Regions from separate parts of the Mus musculus genome. Here region 2 is linked to region 1. Evidence: chromatin contacts called from public HiChIP or PLAC-seq data. All regions are on one chromosome and are shown on one strand. Each heading gives the region's core, a stretch centred on a gene start, on an enhancer-like site or on the middle of the called end of the contact. The rest is flanking DNA. Distances are from core to core; before and after follow the strand shown.

Region 1 (6,478 bases), core at 1,796-4,295:
GCATCCTTTGCCCCAGTAGAGGTAAATATCTGCCTGGTAGGCTGCCCTCTTCCCCAGGCAGATGGCTAGGTGAATCCACGCAGATAAACATCTTTGTATCCCTTCAGACCTTCCCATCAGCCCTTGAGGCATAGCTGATATCCCATTTTACAGGCAATGCAGCTGAGCATCAAGGAACTTGTTCACCCATGGTCAACAGCCAGCAGTGTCTGACCTTGGTCTTCTGGGCCCACTCTGGGCTCTAGTCTGATCCAGTAGGGGAAGCCTCTGGCTTTCCTCTTGCCACCATCCACCCTTTTTTATTTTTTATTATTATTATTTTTTTTTCGAGACAGGGTTTCTCTGTATAGCTCTGGCTGTCCTGGAACTCACTTTGTAGACCAGGCTGGCCTTGAACCCAGAAATCTGCCTGCCTCTGCCTCCCCAGTGTTGGGATTAAAGGCGTGCGCCACCACTGCCAGGCTCACCATCCACCCTTTAAGGTAAGGAATCCAAGCGCCCACCTACAGCCCAGATGTCCCTTCAAGACCACAGTGTGCATTTAACAGGAGACACTCAGATCCTGTCCAAAAGGATCCAGTCAATGTCCCTTGTCTGCACATCCCTCTTCCTGGGTGGACCACACAGTGGGATGCCACACCCAGCCCGAGGATTGACTCAGGGGGGCCTGTTTATGGGATATACATGACCTAAAGCTGGACAGAAAACAGAAGTATAGTCTGGCGGTGGTGGCTCACGCCTTTAATCCCAGCACTGGGGAGGCAGAGGCAGGCGAATTTCTGAGTTCAAGGCCAGCCTGGTCTACAAAGTGAGTTCCAGGACAGCCAGGGCTACACAGAGAAAACCTGTCTCAAAAAAACAAACAAACAAACAAAAAGAAATATAACAACTTCAGGCAAGGGCCAGGTCATTAGCCCAAAGCAGTCCAAGAATATTAAATTTAAGCTTGCCCTTTCAGGTCTTGGTGAATGTGTATTTGTTAAGGTGGGAGGCTGGACATGTTTGATTTAACAGTCATCAATACAATTCCAACTCTGGGATCAGCATTTGGTGAGTGGGCCTCTCTCTGCATTTTTGCCCCAGGTCCCACAAAGATGATTTCTCTTACAAGCTCCAAGCACAGCAATAGCAGCCATGATAATAGCAGTTCTCTTTTTATACATTTACTTATTTCTGTAGTGCTTCCTGCGTGCTTGGCACGGTACCATGTGAAGATGGATCGAATACAGTTGGAACCCCTGCAGCAAGGGCCAAGAATATCACAATATCTGCAGCAGCTGTGCATTGGACACTTGCTATATCCTGGATTAACTGCGTGAACAACTTCACAGTGAACCCTGGCATAGATGAAGGGGACACATTATTTACCCACCTTTGACAGGGAGGGTAGATAAGAGATTCAGAAAGAGCCAGGGCGGTGGTGGCGCACGCCTTTAATCGCGCACTTGGGAGGCAGAGGCAGGCGGATTTCTGAGTTCGAGGCCAGCCTGGTCTACAGAGTGAGTTCCAGGACAGCCAGGGCTATGCAGAAAAACCCTGTCTCAAAAAAACAAAAGCCAAAAGCCAAAAAAAAAAAAAAAAAAAAAAAGAAAGAAAGAAAGAGAGATTCAGAAAGACAGAAAGAGCAGCAGTTCAGGGTGATACAACTAGTGTAAGGAAGACCGGAAGACCAGAGACAGGAACCAATGTAGCTTCTAAGTCCAGACCTATAACCTGGAGACCTGGGGGCCTGTAGCACCTACACAGGAATGCAAAGCATTTTCTAGTCCTTGGCTGTTGTTTTCCAATCTGTAAAATGGAGACGGTAAGCTCAGCTTTATCCCAAATGGCCAGCACAACACCGGACCCTGGGACTAACTAGGAATCAGTCACTCTAATGGTCCAATGGAAGGATTTTTACATTTAGAGACCTCTTCTGAGAGCCTACCACATATCAGAAGACCTAGGCTCATTCCTCGAGCCTCATGACTTTATCATGATCAGAATTCCATGATAATACATTGGTTGTGCATATGTGAACCCTCACCGAATTCTCTCCACTGTAATGTTGGGTTGGGTGATGCTCTCTGCTCCTGCTTGTAATAAGGAAGCCGAGGGAGCAGAACCTCACTCAAGACAAGGATCTCAGCTGCTGTGTGTTCATAATGCTGCAGGCAACAGAGGAGGCCTGGCGCAGCCCAAGCCTTCAGGCAGGCAGGAGAAAGGTGAGGTGTTGGTCAAGCAGAGATGCAGACTGGGAACCCGTGCTAGGAGATTGCTTAGGTTGGGCTAGACTAGAATGGTTCTGGACGAGGCTGGGCCTTCATTGGTGCTGAGGACAGGAGGTTAAGATACTTCTTGGTGGATATAGACAGTTATATCCAAGTAGATGATGAGAGTGTCAAAGCCAAGCTCCCTTCCAGGCTGTCCTCGAAGGAGAACAGTCATCCTGCATTGTTGTGGAGGGAAGCCAGAGGCTGCCTGGGAAGAAGGTGTAGTTGGGGGGAGGAGGGGTACGGGTTCCCTGACACCGAATTCATTATTGGGAGATTCCTCTTCGCAATCTCTCAACACCTCCCACAGGAATCACGGGCCAGAAATGTCTGACAGCCTCTGGAGGGCCGGCACCGGTGGCACTTGTGCCCGGCTTCCCGCCCGCCCACTGCCTCCGAGTCCCTCCCCCTCAGGTCCCGCAGCCTCGAGAAACCTCTCCTAGGTTTAGGCTTGCGTCGCCGCCGTGCCGGTGCTCGGTGGCCAGCCCCCCTGCGCACCGTCCTCTGTCCCTGGCTGTCGTCTTCGGTTCCCCGCTGTCCGCAGAGGCCTAGCCTGACCCGCGCACCCAAACGTGGGGAGGGGGCGTCGGGCGCGGGGGCGGAGCCTCGGAGCCAGGCGCGCGGCCGGCGCGGGCTGACGGAGGTCAGCGGCCGCGGGAGCGGACCCAGGCGTCCGGGAGGCGGCTCAGACGCGGCGCGCCACCGGGTGCCGGCCGCCGCCGCCGGCTCCCGCCCCTGGGCCGCCCCCCGCCCGTGACGCGCTATCCGTCCCTCCGCGTCGGAGCCCCAGCCCCAGTTCGAGCCCGAAACCCCAGCCCGAGCCCGAGTCCGAGCCCGAGCCCGAACCCACGGAGGGCGCTGGGCGGCGGGCGGCGCAGGGAGCGCGGGCTGGAAAGGATGCGATCGCAGACGCGGAGCCGCTGCTGCGTCTGAGCCGCCGAGAGCACCAAGCGCCGCGTCGCTGCGGGCCCGGCGGCGCCATGGGGAAGGAGCAGGAGCTGGTGCAGGCAGTGAAGGCGGAGGACGTGGGGACCGCGCAGAGGCTGCTGCAGAGGCCGCGGCCGGGGAAGGCCAGTGAGTGCGGGGGGCGCGCGGGGCGCGGGCGGGGCCCACCCCGCCGGGGTGCAGGGCGAGGAAGGGATGCTGTGGGTCTCCCGGGGTGGGGCGGGGCCAGGAGCGCTCAGACCCTTGGTCCGCGCCCCCCTTCTCGCCCTAGCTCTGGAGGAGGGGCGGCAACGAGCGCAGAACTGTCCGCCCAGCCCCCTGCGGGCACCTGCGGCACCCACCGTCCCTGAGGCCGCTGGCGATCACATCCTCCCTCGGATCTCCTCCCTTTCCAGGCTGCAGGCTGATGATTTCTACTTGTGCTTTTAAGGGCGAGGCGGATTCCCCCCACCCCCCAAGAGACATTGTAGAGAGAGGGAGGGGCCCTTGCAGTGAGGGGCGACCAGAGGCTAGCAATCTCTGTCAGACCCCTTCCCCACCCTATGTTTAATAACACGCTTTGCAGGGAAAGGGGTGGGGTGGGGGACCACGCTGGGGGTGTGGCTGCCCAGGCATGGCCAGTGGGGGCCATTTACTGATGAGGGAGTGAAACACAGGCGCCCAAGGTCGCCCAGCCCTGGGGCAGGCTGGGCTTCAGACAGGGACAGCCTGGGGGATAAGGACTGTAGGCTCTTGCAGGCTTCTGCAGACCTTGGTCGTCCCTGGCTTTTTCTGCTGGAAAAGGGGGCCAAGGATCTGTAATGGATCTCCCACACCATTCCTAGCTTGTGCCCTGGGGGTCCAGGGAAGGCCTCGGAGCTTGGAGCTTTGATTCTGGCTCTCAACCCTGCTCATCCTAGAGCCTCCCTAGGGGCCTCTGGAGATGGATTGATGGGCGTGTGGACTAGCCAAGTGCGCAGCTGTGTATGTATGACCGTGTCAGTGTGTCAGGGCACCTGTGCAGGCACTGCAGGTCAACACATGGGACCTGGGTGCTTTCACTTCCAACCCACCATCGTAAGCTGCGGGGAGGGGGCCCCATTTCTCCAGGGGGCTGCTGAGACACGGGACCGTCTGGAGTGGCTCCTGTCCACTTTGCTTTTGGAGGAAGGACACTGGTGCCTCCAGGGCACACAGGCAGCCTGGGAAGCTCCACTTACTAGAGCTGGCTTTAGGGCCTCAAGGCTGAGAGTGGAAGAGCTTCATAGGGAGAGGCAGGTTGAAGAGAGGAAGGCACAGCTTTCCACCTAGTGGCCTGTGTCCTTGGTCATCCTGACTCTCTAGGCCTTAATGGCCTTATCTGTAGGATGGAACATCTGTGGTCCCTGCCACCCCACAGCATCCTGAGAGCACTAAGAAGGGACTGATGAAGAGGAGACACTTACTTCCAGTTCAGGAAATGCTAATGGAGCTGGCTTTTTTCTGCTGGCAGCCAGTGGGAACCACAAATATGGGGATCCTCTTCCCTTCCATTTGGCCATCATGGATAGGAGAGAGGGTTGTCATCTCTGCCTGGGTCCCTACCTCTGCCTTGGAGTGATGTGGACTCAGCAGAGGCACCTGTCGGTCTTGCCCCTTCTGTCTGTAGTCTCTGAGTCAGAGGGGCGGTGTAATAAATCAGACAGAGAAATCCCTCCATGAATTAGCTCAGTTGTCATGGCAACGCTGGCCTGCTTTGGAGTAAGAAGTATTTTGATTTAGCAAAGTACAGCTGGAGTTTGGGCCATGGGGTGAGGGGTGTCCATAAGTATCCTGAGAGTGTGGTTTCCCCCTCACATACACACACCAGCCAGGCGTAATGATACACTTAGGCTTAATCCTAGCAGTTGTGAGGCAGAGACAGGCAGATCTCTGTGAGTTCAAGGCCAGCTAGGTCTAATGCATAGTGAGCTATAGAGACCCTGTCTCAAAAACAAAACAGAAAAGAGGATGTGGTCTCCAGTCCAGCCTAGAGATTTTCCCACAGTTGTTCTTGAGCCCTTTTGGGTGCCCAGCTCTTCCCTCCCTACCCTGTGGCTCCAAGGGAGCCTGCGCATGCATGCTCACTTAGCGGTTGTCCTGGAGGGGAAAAGAGACAACTTTGGAAGGAAGATGTTGGTAGGGGGCTGCTCTTCTGCTGCTGGTGAGGGGTCCTTGTCTAGTTTTGTGGCCTAGCCTTCCTCTCTGAGGCAGGCTGATGACACCCTGTAGAAATTCCCAGAAGAATCATGTGCGCGCGCGCACACACACACACACACACACACACACACACACACACACACTCACTCCTTGGCCCATTAAGAATTCCCTTCCAGCAGGCTGTGTGGCACACACCTTTAATCCTAGCACTTTGGAGGCAGAGTCAGGAGAATTTCTGTGAGTTCTAGGCTACCCTGGTCTACATATTGAGTTCCAGGCTAGCCAGAACAACATAGTGAGATCTGTGTATTTGTTTGTTTTTAAATTCCCTTCTAACTTAGAGTTTAGATCTGACCTCAAACTGGTCTCTGGAGAGCAGCTTGAGGTCGGGGGTGGGGGGGGGTCACAAGAAACAGGGGTGAGGGTTGTAGGCTATTTGTGTAGGTTTGTGGTGCTGGGGATGAAATCCAGGGCTTCACGAATGTTAAGTAAGCTCTCTGCCATGAAGCTGCATACCATGCCTGTGTCCTGTATTGATGCAAACACCTACTAAAAAGTGAAAGGAGCTGGGCAGTGATGGTGCATGCCTGTAATCTCAGCACTTGGGAGGCAGAGGCCAGCCTGGTCTACAAAGTGAGTTCCAGGACAGCCAGGGCTATACAGAGAAACCCTGTCTCGAAAAAAACCAACCCCTTCCCCCCCAAAAAATTTAATTCATTTTCTTGTGAAGCAGTTTCACAGTGTAATCCTGACTGGTTCACTGGGGCTATGTAGATCAGGCTAGCCTTGAACTCACAAGAGAGCCATCTACTTCTGCTTCCTAAGTGCTGGGATTGAAGGCATGCACTGACAGACCTGTTCTTGATCTAGTTCTCCCTCCCCTCCCCTCCCCTCCCCTCCCCTCCCCTCCCCTCCCCTTTCCTTTCCTTCCCTCCCCTCCCCCTCCCTCTCTCCTCCTCTCAACTCCCCCTCCCCCTCCCCCTCCCCACCCCGTGGCATTGAGTCTTGACCTCCATACCCTTCCAAAACCTTGGTTTCTGCTTGTCTGACCTCAAAGCAGCTTGCTTGGGCTTTCCACTCCCTAAACCTGACTCTGTGGCTGCACAGAAGCCCTATGGTGGAGG
Region 2 (6,478 bases), core at 1,390-3,889, 79 kb after region 1:
TGTGGTACAGTCTGAGGCAACCACGTGCAGGGGGCCCATTCCACTGGCCGGCCAACCTCTCCTCAGTATCCCCTTATTGGACAATGCCTGTGGTGAGTGCAGTGGGTGTGGGGCTATAGGACAGGGATGACATTTTTTCTTATTGGGCAGTACCCAGGGAGAGTGGAGCCACAGACTTGGTTACAGATGAGGCCCAGGGAAAGGCATACATGGGAAGATAGTGGCCAGATAGGGTCTAGAAGGCATCTTTGGGGGTGGCAGCTCTGACATGGATTTTAAAGAGGGTTGGTAAGGGAACACGATGCAGCCAGAAGAAAGTAAGTTCCTGAGACCACTGTCTCTCTCTGTTCCCAGGTGAGGAATATGTCGCCTGCCTCCCTGACAACAGCTCAGGTGCTGTGGCAGCAGTACCCTTCTACTTTGCCCATGAGGGACCACTGGAGACTGAGGCCTGCAGTGCCTTCTGCTTCTCAGCTGGTGAGGGCCTTGCAGCCCTCTCGGAGCAGAATCAATGCCTCTGTGGGGCAGGCCAGGCCTCTAACTCTTCTGCAGCCTGCTCATCCTGGTGTTCCAGCATCTCACTGTCCCTCAACTCTGCCTGTGGGGGCCCCACCTTGCTCCAGCACACCTTTCCCGCCTCCCCAGGGGCTACCCTGGTGGGGCCCCATGGACCCCTGGCCTCTGGCCAGCCAGCAGACTTCCATATTACTTCCTCCCTGCCCATTAGCTCAACACGCTGGAACTTTGGAGATGGCTCACCTGAGGTGGACATGGCTAGCCCTGCTGCCACCCACTTCTATGTGCTACCTGGGAGCTATCACATGACAGTTGTGCTGGCCTTGGGGGCTGGCTCAGCTCTGCTGGAGACAGAGGTGCAAGTAGAAGCAACACCTACTGTCCTGGAGCTTGTGTGCCCATCCTTTGTGCACAGTAACGAGAGCCTTGAACTTGGCATACGGCATCGTGGAGGCTCAGCCCTTGAGGTCACCTATAGCATCCTGGCTTTGGATAAAGAGCCTGCCCAAGGTGCCTACCCTCCTGCTTCCTCTTGTAACCTGGGTGGTAGGGCAGAGCCTGGCACCCAGCCTCATGCATACCCTGATGTCTTGTTCATTGCTTACCATACCTAGTGGTCCACCCACTCTGCCCCTTGGACACAGAGATCTTCCCTGGCAATGGGCACTGCTACCGCCTGGTGGCAGAGAAGGCACCCTGGCTGCAAGCACAGGAGCAATGTCGGACTTGGGCTGGAGCTGCCTTGGCTATGGTGGACAGTCCTGCCATCCAGCACTTCCTAGTCTCCAAGGTTACCAGGTACACCTATGCTGGAAAGGGCAAAATGGGTGGGGGTTGCTCAGAATTCTGGGTGTGGCCAAAGCCCTTAAGCCTGTAGAGGCTCAGGAGGAAAGCTGGGCAGCTGGGCCTTTGTGTACAGCCCCACAGGTGGCCTTTGCTGCCAGCTCTGTGTATGTAAAGGCAGATGTAGGTAGGGGCAGCTTCTCTAACCGTTTCTGGGAAGTGTCAAAGGTAGAACTGGGTCCTGGCCCCCAGACTTTCCTGTCTCTGTAGGGGAGGGCCCTGGGTCCTGCTGACAGGACTAGTTCTTGGTCACTGTTGATTGTATTTTCTCCTCTTCCTACCGCTGTGCTCACCCCCCACCCCATCCCCTGAGTACCTCCCTTCCCAATGCCACATGCTATCCCATCTGTGGAAAGCCTTTCAGGCTCCTATGCCCTGCGCAGGCTTGTGGGAACATATTCTTGGGCCCTACAGTCCTGTGTCTGGGTGGGTTGTAAGGGTATACTCCAACTCTCTTGGGTGATTGCTCCCTGGGTGGAATTGGAATACCTGTCTTGTGAGTGGTTAATCACATTCTTTACTTTGCCTGTGTGGTTGGAAAGGGGAAATAGAGGTCCAGAGTGGTTAAGACCTGCTTGCTCCAGAATCATCCAGTTGATGGGTAATAGTGCCCTACATGGAACCAGGGCTCCATTATGTCTCCCTCCCAGGGTGTGTGTCTAGGTTTGTGCCCACACCCAAGCATGTACCTTTGTGCATATATGTTCCTGGGTATGTACCTGTGCCTACGTTTGGCCGTGAACCTCTAGATTTTGCCTCTGGAGGGGCCTTCCAGTGTTGATAGTACTATCATGCAGCATGCATAGATGCAGTCTTGGTCCTCTTCTGCAGCCCTCAGAGTTTCCCTTCAGGTGTGGTGGTGGCCCATGATCCTTGGCCAAATCTGAGATGGGTCCCCAAGAAGAGCTGGTCCCATAGACATGATTCTGGATGAATGTGACTATGAGCCTGGGTTTGTGGTCCATGTTGGGTAATGTTTCTGAGGCTGTTTTAACACTTGAAAAATGAGGCTGATATGGCCCATTTACCAGGGTATTATGAAGAGTATGTCCTCAGAGGTCAAGCAGAGCTGCCCCCTGATGGCTTGGCCGTCCCTTGAATCTGGCCATAGGAGCCTGGATGTGTGGATCGGCTTCTCATCTGTGGAGGGGACAGAAGGCCTGGATCCCCGGGGTGAGGCCTTCAGCCTGGAAAGCTGCCAGAACTGGCTGCCTGGGGAGCCACACCCAGCCACAGCAGAGCATTGTGTGCGGTTGGGGCCTGCTGGGCAATGCAACACAGACCTGTGTTCAGCACCACATAGTTATGTCTGCGAGCTGCGGCCTGGAGGTATGGACTGCTGTGTGGCAGAAGCCATCCTTCTCTGTGCTTGTCTTCTAAGCTCAGTACTGACCATGAATGTTTGCTCTTGTGTCTGGGTTGGGACAAAACCAGAAAAAATAAGGACAGAGGAAACAAGATGAGAGGGGGCCAGATGGTTTTGCTAGGTGGCTTAGTCCTAAGTCCAGCTCCAACTTGAATGTTTCCCCAGTGTCACCTCTGCCTGGCTCTGGTACCTCATTGCATACTTACCACCCCTAGGGCCTGTGTGGGATACTGAGAACTTTGTCATGGGAATGTCTGGTGGAGGCCTGTCTGGACCTCTGCATCCATTGGCACAGCAGGAAACTGTCCAGGGCCCGCTGCGACCTGTGGAGGTAGGCCAGCCTTTCTGTGTTCTAGAACCCTTTGCAACATTACTTTACTGCTCTGTTGCTAATAATCAAAGTGGGAGCTGGGGATAGGGTTCAGTATCTGGGTTCAGTTCCTAGCACCTTAACCCTAAAAAAACAAAACAAAACCCCTCAAGTAGGTTTTGTTAGAAGTTGTTAAAATTGTTAGTGTGCCCAGTGTGACAGTTAGAAAAATATTTAAGAGTGAAGAAATGAAAAGCATCTAGTTCTGTTATCTGAAAAATTCTGCTTCTCCTGAACCTTTGCTCAGATAAATTTTTATTTTTTTCACACAAAGTCTTGTTGTATAGCCTAAGCAAGCCTTGAACTCATGATCTTCCTGCTTCAGGCATCCTGTTGTTCACAGCTGACTTTGATTTGGTTTTTCTTCCCAAGTGACATGAAATGAGGTTTAACCTTGAGAGGGCTATCCTTACACTGCCAGGGGTAGATGTTTTGAGCTGAGGCTGTCTCATCTCCTCCAGGTCATGGTGTTCCCTGGCCTGAGCCCTAGCCGGGAAGCCTTTCTCACTGCAGCAGAGTTTTCTACCCAGAAGCTTGAAGAGCCTGCCCAGATGCGGCTGCAGGTGTACCGGCCCTCAGGAGGAGCAGGTGGGGCTCTGAAAGGGAAATGAAGTGGAGGCTTAGTGGGTTGTCTGAATTTTCTCATGCCTTCGATTCCAGCCTCAAGGTAGAATGATGGCAGAGTTGCCAACTCCTGTTCCCTTGTCCCAAAGCTAGATCGGGTGGTACCTGATTGGGGATGATCTAGAGGCAGGGGAGTGATGGTGGAGACTGGGGAACTGCTTATCAAGGTTTGGTTTTATAATGGGTAAGTGGAGCATCCCTGATAGTAGCTTGTTAGTGAATCAGGCTCATGACATCCTTCCTTTCCCAGCAGCGGTCCCAGAAGGCAGCAGTGAGCCTGACAACAGGACTGAGCCGGCCCCCAAGTGTGTGCCTGAGGAACTCTGGTGTCCAGGAGCCAATGTCTGCATACCTTTTGATGCTTCGTGTAACTCTCATGTCTGCATCAATGGGTCTGTGTCAAGGCTGGGACTCTCTAGGGCCAGCTACACACTATGGAAGGAGTTCTTTTTTTCTGTGCCTGCAGGGCCTCCCACACAGTACTTGGTATGTGTCCTGGTGTGGGTCTCTGACCTATTCTTGAGGCTACTTCCCCCTATCTACCCAAGATGGTGGTCTCTCAACTAGATACCTTGCAGGCTTCTTTATATGCTCAATAGCCTTGCCCTGATGCTCTTGCCTGCATCCTGCGCCAGTGCCCAGTCTCATCTCCTTCTCAGGGCCTCTGCCCTCTGTCCTCTGTCTTCTAAGGGGGAACTTGCACTCTCATTTGGAGCAGCTACCTGCTTTCTAGCCTTATGTCCCTGAGAAAGTTCTTTCCACCTGTGGCAGTCACTCTTACTATATCTTCCTTGTGCATGTCCCCTATATTACAATGTCCTGTTTGACTCAGCCATGAGTGCCTTGAGGCAGGGACTCCACGAAGCACCATTTTCAGTGCTGAGGCCTGATATGGGTACTCTGTCCTCTCTGTCTCAGTAGTCCTTCTAGTCTTTATTATGGGGATGTGATACAACACTGCCTCCCTCTTCTATAGGTCACCCTCCACAGCCAGGATGTTCCTATGCTCCCTGGTGACCTCATTGGCTTACAGCATGATGCTGGCCCAGGTACTCTCCTACAGTGTCCCCTGGCTTCCAGCTGTCCTGGCCAAGCCCTGTACCTTTCAACCAATGCCTCAGATTGGATGACCAACCTGCCTGTCCATCTGGAAGAAGCTTGGGCTGGCCCTGTCTGCTCCCTACAGCTGCTTTTGGTCACAGAGCGGCTTACACCACTGCTGGGCCTTGGGCCTAACCCTGGACTACAGCATCCTGGGCACTATGAGGTCCGGGCTACAGTGGGCAACAGCGTATCCAGGCAAAACCTGTCCTGCAGCTTCAGTGTGGTCTCTCCAATAGCTGGGCTGAGAGTCATTCACCCCATCCCCCTTGATGGCCACATCTATGTGCCAACCAACGGCTCAGTCTTGGTGCTTCAGGTAGATTCTGGTGCTAATGCCACTGCCACAGCTCAGTGGTTTGGGGGCAATATTAGTGCTCCCTTCGAGGATGCCTGCCCTCCTGAGGTGGATTTTCTCAAGCAAGATTGCACAGAAGAGGCCAATGGCACCCTGTTCTCAGTGTTGATGTTGCCCAGGCTCAAGGAGGGGGATCACACAGTGGAGATTGTGGCGCAAAATGGAGCCAGCCAGGCCAACCTCAGCCTGAGAGTGACAGCTGAGGAGCCCATCTGTGGCCTCCGTGCTGTGCCAAGCCCTGAGGCCCGAGTGCTACAGGGCATCCTGGTGGTAAGTGTCCTACAACCCAGCCCTCTAAATGGTAAAAACAGGAAGCCTCCTCCCCATTGAGGAGGGATGACCTTCAGGTGTTTTCTAGGGCTGATAGCACCTATTACAGGATTTCCAGTGGGACCTGTTGGGGAGCCCTTGTCTTCTTAGTGATTATATCTCTCCTTAGTGGTGCTGGGTATGGAACCTAGGGACTCGTGCAAGATAGACAGGTTCTTTTGTTGTGAGTACACCTGAGCCCCATTTAACAATTTGTAAGTTACTGAAGGTCACAGTTAGAACATCTGTTCTAAAGACTCAGATGTTTCTACTCTTCAGATTTTAGGAAGCACTTCATCACATTTGCCCCAGCCTTCCCTGAGCCTCCACGAGACCCCATGTGTTTCTGGGCCATCTGTGGTGCTTGTAGCTACCTGATGCATGTGCCTGTTGAAATGGGATCTGAAACCTCAAGATCTAGCTATCTGCTTTATCCTAAGGGGATGGCATTGTCCTCATCTTGGGCATGCCCACCCTAGCACCAGCAGTCATTCACTTAAGGGCCATTTCTGTCCATCTCTCATGACTTGTCCAGGTGTATATGATGGCTTCCCCTGTGGATATACCTGTTCTGCACTGACCTGGGTAAACCTCCGAGATTGAGGTCCATTGAGATTCAAATGTTTTCCCAAAGATTATCCACTGAGAAGGAAGCTTATGAGGACTGGCTGGTCAGGGTGACTGTGTTGCTGATGCTAGGTCCACTTCACAGATGCAGGGATTGAGGGAGAGGTCAAGGTATAATTAAGGCCATTTGACTGTAGGTTAGAGAGGTGACCTTGACACTGGCTCTCAGTACCCAAGCTTGGCCCCTATACTATATAGCTTCTAAGCCAACATGATCCCTGGTACTTCCTTGCTCTCCTTTACCTGGGTGCCTTGCAGTCAGGGTTCAGCTGGTAGACCCCCTTGGCTACCCTGCACCACACACAAAATTCTTCAGTAAGTCTGAGGGGGACAGATGGGACCAGGAGCAGAGTCAGCTTTAGGC

The links. HiChIP or PLAC-seq counts read pairs in DNA pulled down with a chosen protein or histone mark.
Region 2: a contact with region 1 is called in an HNF4G HiChIP or PLAC-seq map of pancreatic cancer cells. The contact joins the enhancer-like site here to the promoter of Caskin1 in region 1. A contact is called at or near these places in 16 of 39 promoter capture datasets (the 3T3-L1 cell line, the C10 cell line, the HPC-7 cell line and 11 more), 1 of 15 datasets of contacts at CTCF or cohesin (the NIH/3T3 cell line), 3 of 484 Hi-C or Micro-C datasets (cerebral cortex, cortical neurons and forebrain), 8 of 115 datasets of contacts at active chromatin or transcription factors (double positive thymocytes, embryonic stem cells, epiblast stem cells and 3 more) and 3 of 9 other capture datasets (adipose tissue, liver and pancreatic islet).

The regions. Positions count from the first base shown.
Region 1 is chr17:24,485,738-24,492,215 of GRCm38.p6, forward strand. Caskin1 (CASK interacting protein 1) reads left to right here and starts at 3,046. Exons shown (of 20, transcript NM_027937.2): 1 at 3,046-3,326. The coding sequence starts at 3,233.
Region 2 is chr17:24,564,657-24,571,134 of GRCm38.p6, forward strand. Pkd1 (polycystin 1, transient receptor poteintial channel interacting) reads left to right here. Exons shown (of 46, transcript NM_013630.2): 4 at 1-92; 5 at 355-1,026; 6 at 1,131-1,314; 7 at 2,471-2,688; 8 at 2,941-3,056; 9 at 3,557-3,683; 10 at 3,970-4,205; 11 at 4,696-5,448. Among named protein-coding and RNA genes, the nearest start is that of Pkd1, 18 kb to the left of the region's middle. Within about 2 kb of position 2,640, at least 59 of the 459 cell types and tissues checked have an H3K27ac peak or open chromatin away from gene starts, as enhancers often do. A contact at or near this core is called in the NIH/3T3 cell line, adipose tissue, pancreatic cancer cells and 2 more, where this site is marked.